2 separate regions of the Rattus norvegicus genome follow, and region 2 is linked to region 1. The links are chromatin contacts, called in public Hi-C maps. All regions are on one chromosome and are shown on one strand. Each heading gives the region's core, a stretch centred on a gene start, on an enhancer-like site or on the middle of the called end of the contact. The rest is flanking DNA. Distances are from core to core; before and after follow the strand shown.

Region 1 (4,672 bases), core at 1,571-4,070:
GGGACTGGAAAGGTGTCACAGTAGTGTGACTGACCAGGTTCCTGATGTGACCCAGCATTTGTTAGGACAATCAGCATTGGCCTCAGGGAACGCTCCTGCTGTGACCTTACCTTCCAGTGGCAATCTATCTCCCTAGTCTGCTGCAAGTATGGCTTCCTTCTTTGTGGGTGCAGGGCCTTGTCTGAAAAGCAACCGAGGAGTCAAAGAAGGAGCAGAAGGATTCTGGGTATACTGGCTGGTTTTAGGTGTCAACTGGACACAAGCTGGAGTTACCACAGAGAAAGGAGCCTCAACTGAAGAAAACGCCTTCATGAGACCAAGCTGTAAGGCATTTTCTCAATTAGTGGTCAAGCCCATTATGGGCGGTGCTGTCCCTGGGCTGGTGGTCTTGGGTTCTATAAGAGAGCAAGCTGAGCAAGCCAGGGGAAGCAAGCCAGCAAGCAACATCCCTCCATGGCCTCTGCCTCAGCTCCTGCTTCCTGATCTGCTTGAGTTCCAGTCCTGACTTCCTTTGGTGATGAACAGCCGTGTGGAAGTGTAAGCTGAATAAACCCTTTCCTCCCCAACTTGCTCCTTGGTTATGCTGTTTGTGCAGGAATAGAAACCCCAACTAAGACACTGGGTCTGACACTGAGTCCAGCCAGCCTGGCCTCTTCTCCTGGACTCACTGGGCTCTGATTCATAGGGTGCCAAGGCCAAACACATTTGAGTGACAGCACCTTCCTTTAGCCTTGCCCTTGCCAGTTCTGTGTTCCCTTGTCCCAGAACAGCAACTTAGTAAATGCCCGCTGTCCCCAGTCACCAATCAGCCATGTACATACATGCTTGCTTTTCTTCCCATGGTGGAAGCAGGCCAGCTTGGTGGCAGTCTCTGCTGTGCCCTTCTCCCAACCCCCACCTAGGCCATTGTTTCTGTTAGCTCTTTCTGCTGTTGAGAGGAGAGGAATGTGGGTAAGGGTGTAAAGCCTGGGGTCTGGACAGCGGATTCCATCCAAGATCTGAGAACGCTGCAGGTCTATGAGAAGGATGTGACCAGGAGGTGTTGAAAGGTCAGCAGTCCTTCCAAGCACGTTGGTATTGTCCTCTGGGGTCTTGCCAAGGCTGGGGGCGTGTGTACGTAAGAAGGAAAGATAAACTTGAATAGCTCTTTTGTGGAGGTTCGTCCCTGCAAAAGAGGTGAGAGGACATAGGAAGAATGGACTTGGGGCTGGAGAGATGGCTCAGTGGTTAGAGCGCTGACTGCTCTTCCAGAGGTCCTGAGTTCAAATCCCAGCAACCACATGGCGGCTCACCACCATCCGTAAAGGAGATCTGATGCCCTCTTTTGCATCATGACAGACATGGTGTACTTATATATGATAAATAAATAAATAAAATAAAAAAAAAGAGTGGAGTCCCACACCCCGTATGTGACAGTTAGAAAGGCTGACTGGAAGTGCCAGCAGACCCCAGAGCCTCATCCTCAGAGACTGCACAACAGCACAGCTATGCCTGGCGAGACTTCCTAGCAGGAGATGAACAAATGGACGAATCTTGGAGTTGCTTTGCCAGCTACTCTGGAGTCTGCAGTCCCGTCTGGAGCCCCAGTAGAGGTGCTCCCAAGAGACTCCCTGCCCAGGGGTGTGCTGAGTCAGCAGAAAGCACTCCAATCGGCTCTCCAAGAGACCATGGGCTAAGTGTGTTCTCCCAGCCTGGGCTAATGGTGGGAGTTCCTGGCCACACCGGGTTTCCCCTGAGGAAGGACCTGGCTCCCACCACTTCCACAGACACCTCCGAGGGGACTGAGGGCACTGTGGCTCAAGAGCCAGCCCTGGAACATTTTTAGGCAGCCAGCCGAGCTGCAGGGAGGCTCCTTGAAAATCAAGGCAGGCTGTAAAGGCTGCTTCTGGGCTCGGGGTGTCAGAAGGATCCTCAAGCCCTCAGGCGGGAAGGGAACAAAGGAGGCCTCTGCTTCAGCCTCAGGCTTCTGACTCCACAGTTCTGTAGTTGTGTGAAGAGTTAGGCTCGTTTTGCCCTGAATTCACCATATGTCCGTGTATGGCTCTCACTCTGCCTCTCGCTCCTGGCCTACTGGTATCTCCCGTGCATAGGATACCTGGTCAAGGTGGGCTTCGAACCCATGCCTGCCACTCTGCTCATGGGTACCGTTTGTCTGGAAGAAACATGAACAAGCAGAGGGCTAGGTAGGTCTCTGTGAGCTGCAAGAAAATCCCTGGTACCAGAGTAGACATCAATATCTGGGTGCGGAGGCTAAGCTTAGAGTCACCATAAGAACATCACCGAGGGCCAGTGCCAGGGTTCAGGTACCTGAGGACAAAGAGGTGAGGCCCAGAGAAAGAGCTGCCAAGAGTCCCCAAGGTTGTGTGTGTGTGTGTGTGTGTGTGTGTGTGTGTGTGTGTGTGTGTACCAGAGGTCATGCAAAAAGTCCCTTCTTCTAGATCGGGCTGGCCAGGGAGACTATCCCCTAGGGGGCAGTGTTGCCATTTTGCTATTCGCCAGAGGGTGCAGCAAGCCGGTCTAGGCCTGCCATGCCTGTGTGACTAGGACTTTGGCTCTGGTCCCACACTGAGCCTGCTGGTTCCTGGGATTACTTCATCTTGCAATAGGGTGGGAGCTGGGGAAACAGAGGCTGCATGGCGGGAGGAGGCTGGGGCGGGCATCTGGGTTAAGGCTAAGTGAGCAGGGTGGGGTTGTCCTGGGGGAAGGGATACCCAGCTGGTCTCTGGGCAGGTAACATGGGTTGGGCCAAGCGACACTGGCTGAGTCACGTACGTCCACACGTTGACAGGTCACTGGTGCGAGGAATGAGTCAGCTGCAGCTGAGCTCCAGGAATAGAGTCTGGGAGGGCAGCTCTCTGATCCTGATGCTCCTGTAGGATCTGTCTGGGTCCGTGGAGTGACAGGGAACTTGTGTTGGAGAGGCAGCTGTTCTGTCCCTTAAAATGAAAGGGCTGTTACTGCTACTGTCTGCTGGAGTCTATCTGGGCTGCCGTACCAAAAGTCGCCGTGAATAGGCCACAGAGGAAAACTTGGTCCCTCACTCACTGTTCTGAGACCGATGCCCAATATCAGGATGCTTGAAAAGTTCTGTGTCGGGTGAGGGCGACTTTCTTCTTGGTACACACAGTATTTCCTTGCTGGGTGCTGACCGGGTGAAGGGAAAGGGGAGATCTCTGGGGTCCCTTTCTATTAGGGCCCTATGCTTATTATTTTTCTCACGGCTGTGAACAAAATAGCAGACCGAGGAAGCAACTACAGTAGGTAAGGGTTTATTTTGGCTCCCAGTTGGAGGGCACACAGTCTGTCCCGGTAGGAGAAGTGATAGCAGCGGGAACGTGAGGTAGCTGGCCAGTCAGGGAACAGAGGTAGATGCTGGTCTTCAGTTCTCTTTCTCCTTTGCGCTCGGTTGGGAACCCCAGCCTAGGGGATGCCACCTCACTTTAGAATGGTTCTCTCTAATTCAGCTAATCAAGTCCGAAAACACAGATACAACCAGATGCTCATCTCCGTGGCAACGCCAAATCCCATTAAGTCAACAGTCAGGATTAACGTTCATAGACCCTACCTCCTTTCTTGGGGGGTGGCGCCCATTCCTAGGACTAGGTTAGGTATCAACGAATATACTTAGGGGAGGGGGAGGCACACTTTTGGATCCTGTCACTGCAGTACGACATACTGACTTCTCACTTGGTTTCCCTGTCCCAAGGCCACCAGGGCAGGAAGGTGAGCACGGTGGCTACCGTTGACCAACTCTGAGGACGTAAACACTGTCCAAGATGGAGAGACCATGGTCTGGACCCTCCCTCCACTACTCCAGTCTCTTGGAGTCACACAGTCCAAACAGAGCACTCTGTGTTCAAGGTGCTGAAACTAAGAGAAGCTTACAAGAGCGGACCTGGGGAGATGCAGGGACTAACGGGATTCAGTTTGTGGGCCCCCCAGGGGCTAACAGGATTCAGTTTGTGGGCCCCCCAAAGCCTACAAACTGTTCTGTGGGCTTCCGTATCATGGCCTGGCTGAGAATACCACTACAGGCTTGCAGCTGGATGTCAGGGAGAAGGGGACTCCTTGTCTTGGGCTCACGGAGGCTCATTCTCCACTATAGAGGCTGAGTACCAGAGTCAAGGTAAGGCACAGAAGTTGGCCTCTAGGCTCAGCACTACAAGCCATGGTTTAAGGGGCAAACCTGAGGGGTGTGGTTGAAAAAAAGCTACCTCTGTCCTTCAGGAAGCTCTTGTGTGTTCCCGGCACACCACCGCTCGAACCTACAGGCCGGAAAAGGGCAGTTTCTCACTTTTTCCCTGTAAGGACTTTCTTGGTTGTTGTGTCTCCCTGGAAACTGCTCTTGTCTGCCTGGCCACTTGGCTTCCCCTGGACGGCCCAGTCTTGGTCGGACACTGAGAGTTCAGGTTCCCAGAATCGCCTTCTAAGGCCTCATCTTTGGCCTTCCCACAGAGCCGGCCACCCCAGCTCCCCTTAAGGGCCCCTGCTGGAATGAGCCCCACACAGTTGGACGCCCTGGTCTGGAATCTGCCACAGCCTGAAGCACCTCCTTCCCAACTGTGGAATGGGGATGTCGGTGTCAGCAGAATCTCAGGGTGTTGGTGGCCCACTTAACAGTGAGCTCCGGTTGACAGCTGTGTGACTTTGATGCCCACCCTCGGGATTACTG
Region 2 (4,672 bases), core at 1,047-3,546, 210 kb after region 1:
CAAAAATAAGTCATCTCTGTCCACATATTAGTAATGGTTTACAGTTCTTTTCAACCACTCAATGTGTTCAATGACTAAACTATCCTGAAGGAATCCAGATGGCCTTTCCTCTCATCTGAGGCAAGGGCATTTGTTTCAACTGCAAGAATACTTGTTCCCACCAGGATTTCTAGATAATGGCCAAGTTCTTGGAGCACGCCTGTACAGTCATCTTCCTCTGAGACCCCTGGCCACTTCCAAGGCACTGTGGACACCTACAAACATAGTCTGTTCCAGCAGCGGCCTCAGCCTTGTGCTTCCAAACTGCAGAGAATGGTGTGTGTGTGAGAGTGTGTGTGTGTGTATGAGTGTGTGTGAATGTGTGCATGTGTGTGTGTGTATGAGTGTGTGTGAGTGTGTGTTGTGTGTTTGTTCACTTGCAGACCCCACAGGCCTTTTGCTTCCTGTCAGGAGACTCTAGGACTGACTGCTCAGGAGCCTCTAGGACTGACTGCTCAGAGACTCTAGGACTGACTGCTCAGAGACTCTAGGACTGACTGCTCAGAGACTCTAGGGCTGACTGCTCAGAGACTCTAGGGCTGACTGCTCAGGAGACTCTAGGGCTGACTGCTCAGAGACTCTAGGGCTGACTGCTCAGGAGACTCTAGGGCTGACTGCTCAGAGACTCTAGGGCTGACTGACTGCTCAGGAGACTCTAGGGCTGACTGCTATCGCTACCATTCCTGCTCCGACTCTCACTGCTCCTTACTTTGCAGTCACACTGCCACTCCTCAGTGCCTGAGGTGGCACCTCTCCAGGTCATGTTGATCTCCACATTGGTACTGCTCAGTTCTTTAGTGCTCTGACACCCTAGCCCTCCCTCCCCCGTCCCATGGCTCCACAGCACGTCCTCCTCACTGTTCCTCTCATGCCTTTGCCTCAGTCCCACGTCCTTCTCCCCACTTGTCTCCTTAGGTGGCCTCAGCCATGCTCACCGGTGCTGCTCTTCTGTTCCCCTAACGCCCCTCTCTCTGAAATCTGGATTTCCTATTGAGCAGCCTGACGGAAAGCTCACCTTGGGTGTTTAATGCCACATGTGCTTGTACAACATCAAAGTCCAACTCTCATTAAGTGGGCACTGACACTCTCACCCATCAGAAGTCTACAATGACTACACCCCAGACAGAGCTCTCTTGCCCAGTGAGCTGCGGAGGCCCGTTTAACACTTCCGAATTTTCCTGTGGCAAGAATGATGCTTCCTAAGTGGAAATCAAAATGCACCCCTCTCTGCTTCACGCTTTTGACAAAAACACAGCCTTGTGCATGGCAGAAGTCTCGCCCATCAGTTCTGCTGCTTCCCCGTTGCTCCCCCACGTGGGTGCCATCCTTCTAAACACTAGGACACTGCCTTGCCCTTGCTTTCCCCATTACTGTCTGTCCTTTCACCCAGTACACCTTGCCCCATTTCAAATGCCCTTCCTCCAAAGTTCAGCTGAGCTGTCTCATCAGTGACACAGACAGCACCTCAAAGCTATCTCTGAATCCTCACAACAAAAGGGATGAACTTTTGATCCATCTGAGGGCTGAACTCCAACAGCACCATCACTGCGAAATCTGGAGTCAGCGAGATCTGCTTCCCTGGAAAACAAACAGCTGGGGCCTTGGGCTCTCCCAGGGCCATCGTCTTAGGGTTTGCTGTTGGCATCTCACCAGGTCCTCTTGGCCGTCTAGAGGCTGTGACAGGGAGAAAGGTAGGCCCCTAACAAGTAGCGTGCCCTCTACATAGCAAAGCTGGTCCTCAGAAAAAGATTCAGGTCACACTTGAGGAGAAATATTGGTGACAGTTACAGCCCAGAGACACGTGCCACTAAGATGAAGTTTTTGTCCTTTGACAGGACATTTTCACTCCTCTCCCACACTCTACTTCACAGCAGTACCAACTACAGTTCCATGGGGGTCTACAGCTCAGGGAATGCCAGACACAAATCTCATCTCAGGAAGAAGACCCAGGAAATGTAAAAGCCAACAGGGGAGAGAAGCAAGAGCCTGACATTAGACACAACTCAAATCCCACCTAGATTAACAGAGAATGTCAGTGTAAAGACCTCCTTCCCTCAGTTCCTGTTACCCAGCAAAGCATAGCTCATCAAAAGCTGTCAGAGTCAGTACAGTACTGTGTTGAGCTGTCAAATCCAAACCAAATTAATTAAAGACTATTGGACGGTATGAAGGAGGGGGCTCTCATGGTGGTTCACGATCGACTGCAGGGACTAGTTTTGCACTGAGGTCACTGTAGCCTTGTCCGGAAAGTACCTCTTCAGGGACAGCCTGCCAGCAGCGTGCAGAACCTTGGACTGTCGTCACTTTATTGATCCTTGTAGCCAAGGAGTATTGTTTCACAAGGTTACATAATCTTCACTTCACTTTTGACAACGTCTCCTCAGCTCAAGCCCTTAATATGGCAGTTTACCAGGGCACACCTGTGTCCACTGCACTCCTCTGTCCGTCTCCAATAAATGTCATTATTCAGGGGCACTGCTCTGTTTCTCTGGTTAACCCAGTTTTCAACTCTACATAGCACAGTAAGAAGAGAAAGAAGGCGCTGGAGGGATGGCTCAGCCCTTACGAGCACTTGCTGCTCTTGCAGAGGACCTGAGTTCGGTTCCCGTCACTCATGGCAGCTCACGACCACATGCAGCTCCAGTTCCAGACAATCAGACGCCCTCTTCTGGCCTCCAGAGCAGACACTGGGTAAGAGATAGACATAAAATAACTCTACTACAAGAGATAAAATAAAAGCAGATCTTTAAAAAGAAGAGGAGACCAAGCATGGGAAGCAGACGCAGACACACACAGGGAATCGACCCAGCTGATTAACATGCTCAGGGCAGCGCCGGCTGCCACAGCAACATCACAGAGCAGGGTGTAAACAAAAGAAAGTTACTCATTACAGTCCCGGAGGCTGGAGTCAGAGTCGGGTGCCAGCAGCTGGCTGCTCCTCAGGCCGCTCCTCAGTGTGCAGCCGGCATCTTCCCCGTGTCCTCACACGGCCGCCCCTCTGAGTGTTCTCATGAAGACAACAGTCAGATTGGATAGAGGACTACCACAGTGAACTCATTAACTTAATTACCTCTGAAAGACCCTGTCTTCAAGTACAGTGACCTTCTCAGATCAGACCTTCAGCCTGTAGGGCACAGTTCAGACCATGGCATATTCTAACAGGAAAGGCTGAAAGTAGATGGATTTAAACAGAGACGGAAACTTAAAGAATGCATCAAATCTTACATCATCTCCTCGCTCACTCTCCAGCCAATCTGTCTTCATTCCCTAAACTTATTACAGGGCTCCTCCTCTCTGTGACCAAGTATCTAACAGAGACACTTGAAGAAAGATTCACCTTGACTTGTGGTTTAGGGAAGTCTAGGCCACAGTTGCATGGCTTCCGACGCTTGGGCAGAGCCTCCTGTTGATAGGAGAATGTGCTGGAAGGGCTTTTTAACCTCGTGGTGGATCGGGGGCAGAGAAAGGGGACAGAGGGCAGGGACAAGACATTCCCAAGGAATACTTTTCACACATACTTCTGCTAGCCAGGCCTCTCCACCGAGAGACCTCTTTCCCAGACCCTCTTTAAATAGTACCAGGGACCATGGGGTGTTCATACTCAGTGTATACCACTTCTGCAAAACGACCTTCTCTCTTTTCCCACCAGACTAAAAGCTTCATGACAGCAGGGTTTTGGCTGTCTTGCCAATAATACTTAAAATATCCACTATAAGTGCTTCTTGGCCATCAGAGATTCCTCTGTTGAGAATTCTCTGTTTAGCTCTGTACCTGTTTTTAAATTGGATTATTTGCTTACTGTTAAATTTCTTGAGTTCTTTATATAGTTTGGATATTAGTCCTCTCTCAGATGTACGGTTGGTGAAGATCTTTTCCCATTCTGTAGGCTGCTATTTTGTCCTATTAGATGGTGTCCTTTGCCTTACAGAAGCTTTTCAGTTTCATGAGGTCCCATTTATTAATTGTTGGTCTTAGTGCCTGAGCCATTGGTGTTCAGTTCAGGAAGTTGTCTCCTGTGCCAATGTGTTCAAGGCAGTTCACCGTTTCTCTTCTATTAAATTTAGTATATCCAGTTTTGTGTTGAGGTCTTTGATCCATTTGGACTTGAAGTTTTGTGCAGGGTGATAAATATGAATCTGTTTGTATTCTTCTACATGCAGACATCTAGCTAGACCAGCATCATTTGCTGAAGGCGCTCTTTTCCATTGTATGTTTTGGTTTGTCAAAAATCAAGTATTCATATTTGAGCTTATTTTTGGCTCTTCGATTTTATCCCATTGATCCACCTGTCTGTTTTGGGTTTTTTGTTTGCTTGTTTGTTTTTTCTGGAGCTGAGGACTGAACCCAGGGCCTTGCGCTCTACCACTGAGCTAAATCGCCAACCCCAACCTGTCTGTTTTTATCTCAATACTATGTGGCTTCATTACTGTTGCTCTGTAGTGCAGCTTGAGGTCAGGGATGGTGACACCTCCAGAAGTTCTTTTATTGTACAGGACTGTTTTAGCTCTCCTGGGTTTTTGTGTTTCCATATGAAGTTGAGAATTGTTCTTCCAAGCTCTGTAAAGAACTGTGTTGGAAACCTGGTGGGAATTGCATTGAATGTGCAGATTCCTTTTGGTGCAATGGCCGTTTT

What was found. A called contact is a pair of places that touch in the nucleus more often than the background predicts.
Region 2: a contact with region 1 is called in a Hi-C map of liver, with 3 times the contacts expected there. The contact joins two enhancer-like sites. A contact is called at or near these places in 3 of 12 Hi-C or Micro-C datasets (kidney and liver).

Annotation. Positions count from the first base shown.
Region 1 is chr20:9,830,956-9,835,627 of GRCr8, forward strand. No RefSeq gene overlaps it. Among named protein-coding and RNA genes, the nearest start is that of Cryaa, 48 kb to the left of the region's middle. Within about 2 kb of position 2,821, at least 12 of the 93 cell types and tissues checked have an H3K27ac peak or open chromatin away from gene starts, as enhancers often do. A contact at or near this core is called in liver, where this site is marked.
Region 2 is chr20:10,045,850-10,050,521 of GRCr8, forward strand. The region is part of intron 7 of Hsf2bp (heat shock transcription factor 2 binding protein); the gene reads right to left. Among named protein-coding and RNA genes, the nearest start is that of Hsf2bp, 73 kb to the right of the region's middle. Within about 2 kb of position 2,297, at least 7 of the 93 cell types and tissues checked have an H3K27ac peak or open chromatin away from gene starts, as enhancers often do. A contact at or near this core is called in liver, where this site is marked.